Regions from separate parts of the Mus musculus genome. Here all the other regions are linked to region 1. A link is a contact called in public promoter capture Hi-C data. All regions are on one chromosome and are shown on one strand. The core of a region is the stretch at or near the end of the contact, and the rest is flanking DNA. Distances in the headings are between cores, read along the strand shown. Region 1 holds the start of Cdh5 (cadherin 5). Region 2 overlaps Cdh11 (cadherin 11). Region 3 has its middle 190 kb from the start of Cdh11.

Region 1 (2,722 bases), core at 165-2,664:
CCTTACTCTGATGTCCTCATCTGTCTTCACATGGTCTCAGGACGCTAATACTCCATCCTAATGTACACTCCTTTCCCTGGGCCTCCGTTCCAGTTCAGTTCTCAGAGGACCTGGAGGGAGTGATTGGCTACACCAACTTTGCTTTCGTTCACCAAGCCCATGTCTCTACTTGGGTGTCTAATGGGCATCTCCAACATTACCTACCCCAAACAGAAAACCCTTTCTTCCCCCCACCACACCCCACCCTACCCCCACAGTATTTTCTCCATGCCCGGAAAGATCTGCTCTCTTATGGTCCCTCTTTGCCTCACTGAAAAGCAGGACAAGTTGGGGACTTCCCAAACTTTTATGCATGAAGAAACCCAGGCAATTTGCCAAAAGGTACACTCTGGGGGTCTGTCATTTACTCTGAGCCAGAACCCTGAAATTTTTACTAACCCATCACATAATGAATGAAGAGAATCTTTTTCTTTTTTTTTTTTTTTCTTTTTTTTTGGTTTTTCGAGACAGGGTTTCTCTGTATAGCCCTGGCTATCCTGGAACACACTCTGTAGACCAGGCTGGCCTCGAACTCAGAAATCCACCTGCCTCTGCCTCCCGAGTGCTGGGATTAAAGGCGTGCGCCACCACGCCTGGCTGAATGAAGAGAATCTTGACCTCATCTCCCCAGCCTCTTGGTCCTGAGGGACCCTGGTCTACCTACTGCTTTGCTGTCTTCTTAGCTCTTCTTACTTTTTTGCTGACTCAGACCTATGGCTATCTCCATTATACAGATGAGGAGACTGAGGCATGGATCCCTGGTTGGTCCATGGTCACGTGAAGCCCATCACCCAGTATTTGTAAAGTGAGATGGGCCAGGCTGGTACCTTGGAACTGAAACTCACACTGCCCTACCTGGAAGAATCTGACAGGCAAAATCTGCTGCTGAAAGTGATTGTCTGTCACGTTTCTCAGCTGCCCGACTCTGAGAACTCCACAGCCCCCTTTCGTTCCACCATACTACAGAGTCGCCACGGAAAGCCGGCTCTGTGGAGAAGCTGAGGTAGCTGGGTTTCTGTCTGGGTTACTCTGTCCAGCGAGGAAACAAGTACCTTAGACCCACTAAGCCTCTGCTTTCTGAACTGTAAAGTGGGGGATATGACACCTGCCTCCCAGGGATGGCTGAATGCTCTGGCAGAAGCTTAGAGCCCCCACAGCTACCCCTAGGCTCACAGCTCCTCCGATGAGACCTAGAATTGAGGTATGAGTTGAATACCCCAGGCAGGTCCAAGGCTTCCACGGGCCCAGGCTGACCAAGCTGAGGCCGCCCACCGTAGGGCTTGCCTATCTGCAGGCAGCTCACAAAGGAACAATAACAGGAAACCATCCCGAGGGGAAGTGGGCCAGGGCCAGTTGGAAAACCTGCCTCCCTCCCAGCCTGGGTGTGGCTCCCCTCTCCCCTCCTGAGGCAATCAACTGTGCTCTCCACAAAGCTCGGCCCTGGACAGACTGCAGTGGAGAGAGCCTTCTGCTCACGGACAAGGTAAGTGAGACTCCCAAATCCCTCTCTACTCCTGTCTCATGGAGATAAAACTGGGAGAGTCCTGGCTTGCCCGTATGGGATGGCCACTGTAGGACTCTCAAGGGAACACAGCCTCTCCGGAGCCTGAGTCTCTCTGCTGGGGCCAGGGTAGGGCTAAAAAAAATGCATATCTCTTAGTGTGCAAGGACACAAACGGTTATCTCAGAACCAATGTTCAAGAAAGACTCAGCAGCCTTGTAAGTAGACTGTCGTACTCAGGGAAACTCCAGTGACCTGGAGCTTCTATGACTACCAGGCTCAAAGAGGATAGGATTTCCACTGTCACTCAGCAAGGACAAGGGCAGAGGACTGGAGTCTGGACCTTGGATTTGAGTAGGATCTGCTTTGTGTGGGATGGACAAATAACGGCTCTGTGATTCCCTTCCCTATCTACCAGGATTAGCTCTGCCTTCTGCCCAAAGGACAATCTGGTCCAGAGCTAAAGAGATAGATTTCCCAAGGTCTGACTTATATTCCCCTGCCCCGTTATCTCTACCTACAACACCTCGAGGGACTAGGGTGGGATTTGGGGAGCTGAAAGGGGTACTCGTTCCCTCTGTCAATATCTCCCACTTTCAAGATGGGCCTTCTGAGGTTCAGCTCTGGGCACTTGGAGTCCCATTTATGAGCCCTCTTCCCTCATCTCCCCTAGACTCTCAGAGCCTGCTTTGTGTTTCGGCAGTTGCAGGCAGGAAGGTAGCCTGTAGTTTCTCCCCCAACACCAGATACTCAGAGCCCAGAGCTCAAGAATTCTTGTGGCCGTACAGCTCAGCAAAGTCTCTGGAAGGCCCTAGAGACAAGGACCTCTGAGCCAAAAGCCCAGCTCAGAGACAGTGACCCTCGGCACTGATCCCAGCCTACTCACTTCGGTGTGGCCTTGGGACGGTAACCTAAGGTCTCCAAACCTTCATTAGGAGAGGACATTTTTGGATGCAATTCTATTCACAATCTGTGGTGAGCGGTGGAGATGGTTCATGCAGAAAGAATATTCCGACAAAACAATGGCTCCTGGATTTACTATCCAGTCCCAAGGAGGTAGATAGGGTAACTCTGTACTCAGAGACAACAACAGAGATCCAGAGGAGAGTTAGTGTGAAAATTGAGTCAGAATGACGATGGGAACTTAGATTTAGTCCTCCTCAGCACGGGCTCTTCCTGGAA
Region 2 (2,722 bases), core at 164-2,663, 1.4 Mb before region 1:
AGCTTGGATCATTTGGAATAGGGATTTCTTTTAACCACTGAGCACTCTTTGTAACCCCCATGTACACAAGTGCTGTAATTTAGGAATAATTCACTGTGGACTTTAGAGAAGAGTTTTAGCCCTCAAAGAAAAGCATCCCTCAAAGGGATGCTGATTAGCAACCTATGTTCTAGAAATCTAAACTGCTAATGGCTATGAGGCATTGCTTGTGAGAGACAGTGATGCACTGTAGAATTAGGTAGAGAGTGATTCATGTACTGTTTTATGACGACTAGCCAAGATGTTACTTTCCATGTGCAAATTTTGTGACATTTGAATACTATATATTTTGCAATTTTAAAGTGTGTTTTACACCACACATATAATTTACAGTAAATTTTGTTACCTATTCAGAGAGTTAGGCTATGTTAATACAGCCTGAAAGATATGGCAGATAGACTGAGGATTTTAAGTCCTTCATGTAGGAAAATAGGAAAACATATATCCATCCTGCAGATGTGAATCCAAGTATATCATCAGTTCATGATATGCCCCAGAGGTTTCAAATTGGTGTCCTCATCTCTGGGCCCCACTGCTACAATGTCCACATTTTTCTTACTCAATTCCACTGGTTCTGAGAAACTGCAGACCCTGGAATATAGGAAGAGCATGGACGGGACCAACAGCCACTAGGATTTGTCTCTGCAGAATGTTTTAAGCTTTGGAAAGCCTCTTCTCTTCATTTCGCTCATCTTTTTCTATAGGAACCTTGTGAGACTGTTATATATGTACCACAGAGGTGAAGTATCACCTAGTTGCAAAGACATGAAGAAAAACAAACCATACCTTTTTTTTTTTTCTTTCTTTTGTCTGTGTAGAGGATACTGGATTGTCTTTCCCAGTCATTCAATTGTCTCCTGTGCACTTCTGCCTCTATTTTCAGGACCATTTCTCTCTAAACTTTTCTATGCATCAAATTTCCCTGACGCAAGAGAAATTTCTAAGTGAAACCCTAGAGATGTGGGACCCATGGATGTTTAGAAACAGAGGTTAGAAAGAGCTGGCCTGTCTATCGATGGGGGTGTTGTCTATTTTTTCCATCGTAGAAGAGAAGATCTGTGTTTCCTTTGTAAGGAGCATGTCTAGATTAAAGCCACTTAAGTCATTATCTCCCCTGCATTCAAGAGAGAGCTTTGATGTCATTCTCAGCTTCCTAACTTCAATAAGGGGTCAGATTCTCATCCTGTTCAACGGGATGAGAATCGGACGCGGGATTTGTAAACAATGCTGCGTTTCTGTTTCTTTCAGGGGTGGGGGAGGATTTTTATTTCCCTTGTAGACAGGAAACTCAGCTTCACCAGGTTTCAGCTGAGAAGTCAGGATGCATTAACCTAAGCAGTAAGATCAGAACAAAAGCTCTGTTTGTGATCCGCCAGAGCTCAGTTGAGGTAATCCCTGCTGGTGAGCTACATTCAGGAAGCCTAAATATAATTGGATCTTCCAGAATGAAAGGGAGCCGGGACTTAGCAAATGGAAAGTTTAAGGAGTAAATGGTCTCTTTCCCCATTTCTCTGCAATTTGGTTAGCTTTTAAGGAACTACACGAAATATCTATCTCCCTACCAATCCTTTGTTTCTCTATCAGTATTTAAAGGATTTGTACTTCCTAAAAGAGATCTTGATAATCTTGGGCCATTTTCCCCCATTGATAGGCTCAGATATGGAGTAATGGCTCCTGGATTCCAATCTTCAGCTTAACAGGCTACTGATTATATAATAATCAATACATAGGTCACTGAAAATTTGTAACTTTCAGAGGAACCATATCTCTGATATACCTATATCAGCGCTTGCCAATGGGAAGCTTCCCTGAACTGGCAAGATTTATGGCAAGATTTAATAGCACATGGCATCCAGGTGTTACCATCTATGTGATAGTATAGGCAAAGAAGATTGCAATAACCTAAAGAATCTAGGTCACATCTAGGGTTTTGTTGTTGTTGTTGTTTGTTTGTTTGTTTTAACCAGTATCTCCAAAGCTCCCTGGCACTAAACCACCAACCAAAGAAAACATATGCATGATGGGACTCATGATTCTAGCTGCATATGTAGCAGAGGAAGGCCTACTCGGTAATCAATAGGAGAAGAGGTCCTTGGTCCTGTGAAGGTTTTATATATAGCCCAGTATAGGGGACTTCCAGGGCCAGGAAGCCAGAGTGGGTGGGTTGGTGAGCAGGGGGAAGAGGTGGGGAGGGATAGGAGGTGTTCGAAGGGGAAACTAGGAAAGGGGATAACATTTGAAATGTAAATAAAGAAATTATCACATCTAGGCTTTGAAGCATTTGTAGGAGCTCAGTTCATGTTATAGTGAAAGCCAGGTTTCTTCATGGATCTCTGTGGGTCTAATTGTTGAATGCCACGGGCAAATGGTTCTCTTTGCAGAAGGACAATGTGTGAAAATGTCCTACTGACTTCAGAAGCAGTATGGTGTGTTGGGTGAGTGGTGAGTCTTGATAATAGCTGGCACAATAGCTCGGGGGGGGGGGGGTGAGGTGGCGGGGCACACTTTCTTTTTGAATAAAGAGAAAGGAGTGGAAAGCAGTGATAGCCTTGACAAATTTGCTGACTGAGGACAGAATTGATGTTTTTGCACCCAGTGATGACATTGAATTTGTTTCCTTCCTTCCCAAAGTAAAGCAGTCTTTATCCTGTCAACTAAATAGTGACGTCTTCCAAGTCATTTC
Region 3 (2,722 bases), core at 163-2,662, 1.1 Mb before region 1:
CCTATCTGTGTGTCCTTAGGGAAGCCATTTCTTTTTGAGAACCAGTGTATGGGAAGATCAAAAATTTTTACTTTTATTATTAAAATTATTGGTACACAACCTATATTAAGTACCCACTCTTTTCTAGGTACAGTGCTACGTATTTAGCATATGCCATGTCATTTATCTTAACCAAAAATCCCTTGAAGAATATTTACTCATTTTATTTTTGGTTAAAAACAAATCCTGAAAATTAAAGATATTAAAGCCTTTACCCTAAGGAAGTGGCACTGTTACCTGAAAGAGCTGGTCTTCAAAATTTCAGATCTTTCTCTGGAACTCTTAATTTAAACTATGAAGAGGCTGGAGTGTGGGGTGTGTTTCACTCAGTGGGAAAGCATTAACCATTCTATGCAAGATGCCCTGGATTCAATCCCCAGCACTGGAAAAAGCAACCAACCATACAACAAAGAGATAGAATTGGGCAGTTTTAGGAACTAGGGTCATAGCTCAGTTGGTGGGGTGATTGCAAAGTGCTCATGAAGCCCTAGCCTTGACTCCAGCATTATATAAACCGAGAGTAATTGACAAGCTTGCAATCTCAGCACTCAGGAGGTGAGACAGGTGAATCACCTTAGTCTCCAGAGAAGGACAGGGCATGATAGTGCATACCCCCTAATCCAAGGACTGGGAGGCAGAGGCAGTCAAATCTATGTGAGTTTGAGACCAGCCTCCTATATATAGTGAGTTCCAGGACAGCTGGGGCTCCATAATAGACCCTTGCTACAAACAAACAAAACAAACAAAGCAAAGATCTTCTTTGACTATATAGAGAGTTATTTAAGGCTAGTGTGGAATAGAAGTGATCCTACCTGAAAACAAACAAGGAAAACCCTAAAGTACAATGGAATTTATTCAATATCATCACTTTACAAACAAGGAAATTTTGGTGAAATTACTGGTTGTGTCAATACTTCTTTAGCATGTGTGTGCCAGTCATGAATTCTGTGAAGGCTGAAGTCAAAACTGGAGAGTCTGACTCTTGGGGCTTCCTGAGACTCATACACACACACACACACACACACACACACACATTGCCTCTTAAATAATTGCATACCCAAATGACACACAGGAGTGGGGTGTCATTAACCAGGACGCTGAGCATTCCAGTTCCTAACTTTCTGCAACGCCAACTTTCCCATGGCAGTCAGACCATCAAGTCCTAGTGTATGGTGACATCACAAGGAATCAAACCTGAAACACAGCAGAGATAATTCCCTTTACAAAACAAATGCTAGAGGGAGAGACTACAGAGTAATTTTGCCAGATTTCTCAGCAATTCTCTCGAGATCATGCATGTTAATTGCTTATAGCTGCAGGTTAGTACTGCCAGTCCCATGTGACACCTAAGCAGGAATCAGCAGCCCCTTTAGTGGCAGAATTGCAGACTTAGTGAGGTGCTGAGGATGTCTGCTAGGACATGCTGCCCGTTCTCTGACTGCAGAGGCTTTCCAAGGCCTGTAAGCTGAGTCCAAGTTGACTGAGTGAAGCCCTTCTCAGCAGGAGTCTTGACCATGTTGTAGATTTAACTAGGGTGATGTTTCATTTGACTCGAAATATTGTGTTATTTCTGGAGTTCTATTCACTAATTCCGATTCCCCTCTAAGATTCTTGACCTAGAATCGTATGTCTTAAGTCCTGGGAGTCACAACCAAGCCAGTTCACTCTGGATTTTAGCAGTGAGGCAGAAGAAGCATGTTTTTGCTCTTCTTCAGATTCCCTGTCAGCAAATGCAATAATTGAAAGGAATGGTCCCTATGAACTCAGATCTTTGGCTGTGATTGTTCTTTTCCTTCCCCTGTATTTTCTTGTGCCCTGTCACTATCTTTCTCCCTCTTTGGCTTCCTCCCTAACGATCTTCACATGAACCATACTTAGGATTGAAATGCCATGTTCTATGGAGCCAGTCCCCTACTGGATCAGAAGAGCCAGTTGTGCTCGTTTCTTTCAGATTCTGTGATCAGTTTTCTAGGTCACTTGAAATCAGCCTTCAAGAGAGGATTTAAGCTACAGAATCTGGCACAAGAGACAAGTCAGAGCTATTACCTTCCATACCCTCCTACAGGGCCAGCTGATAAACATTTACAAGCTCACTGTCACCAGTTTCTGATTAGATTATTGGCCTGACTGCTAAGTTATTATAACCACAGGCAAACTAAATTACACATGTGTATGCACACACACACACACACACACACACACACACACACACACACAAACACACACGGGGGGTAGACAGTAATCAGCTTTGAAAGAGTTTAAGTTAGTACTAGGTGAGAACATTCAAGGTACACTCGGGAGTGTTTTACATTCTATTCGGCAGGAATACATTTTTCTTTCCGATGTCCATTTTGTATATAAGAAAATGGAGGCTCAGCAAAACTAAGCAATTTGGGTAACTACGCAGAATCGATAAGTAGCAGAAGCTCACTGGTTACTATTAGCCTGTGAAGCCAGAATCATTTCTGTTTCTGACCCATTCGGCAAATGAGGAAAGTATAGAGCAAGTCCTCACATTCATACACAATCCACTTAGCAACATCTACGTGGCAACAGGTCAGTACAACACAGCACAGAGGACTGGATCCTTGGAGAATTCCATAGGTAAATAGGAGCATGAAAAGTAAGGATGCTGGATGGTGCTTTTACCATGAACAAGGATACCTGTTAGAAGAACTAGAGA

What was found. Promoter capture Hi-C pulls out the DNA fragments that hold promoters and counts their contacts.
Region 2: a contact with region 1 is called in a promoter capture Hi-C map of hippocampal neurons, with 4 times the contacts expected there. The contact joins the enhancer-like site here to the promoter of Cdh5 in region 1. A contact is called at or near these places in 7 of 39 promoter capture datasets (the 3T3-L1 cell line, cranial neural crest, embryonic stem cells and 4 more) and 1 of 9 other capture datasets (embryonic tail).
Region 3: a contact with region 1 is called in a promoter capture Hi-C map of cranial neural crest, with 6 times the contacts expected there. The contact joins the enhancer-like site here to the promoter of Cdh5 in region 1. A contact is called at or near these places in 9 of 39 promoter capture datasets (the 3T3-L1 cell line, 3T3-L1-derived adipocytes, cranial neural crest and 5 more).

Annotation. Positions count from the first base shown.
Region 1 is chr8:104,100,211-104,102,932 of GRCm38.p6, forward strand. Cdh5 (cadherin 5) reads left to right here and starts at 1,415. Exons shown (of 12, transcript NM_009868.4): 1 at 1,415-1,522. All of the region lies in intron 1 of Gm29682 (predicted gene, 29682), which reads right to left.
Region 2 is chr8:102,706,153-102,708,874 of GRCm38.p6, forward strand. The region is part of intron 2 of Cdh11 (cadherin 11); the gene reads right to left. Among named protein-coding and RNA genes, the nearest start is that of Cdh11, 78 kb to the right of the region's middle. Within about 2 kb of position 1,414, at least 12 of the 459 cell types and tissues checked have an H3K27ac peak or open chromatin away from gene starts, as enhancers often do.
Region 3 is chr8:102,974,974-102,977,695 of GRCm38.p6, forward strand. No RefSeq gene overlaps it. Among named protein-coding and RNA genes, the nearest start is that of Cdh11, 190 kb to the left of the region's middle. Within about 2 kb of position 1,413, at least 2 of the 459 cell types and tissues checked have an H3K27ac peak or open chromatin away from gene starts, as enhancers often do.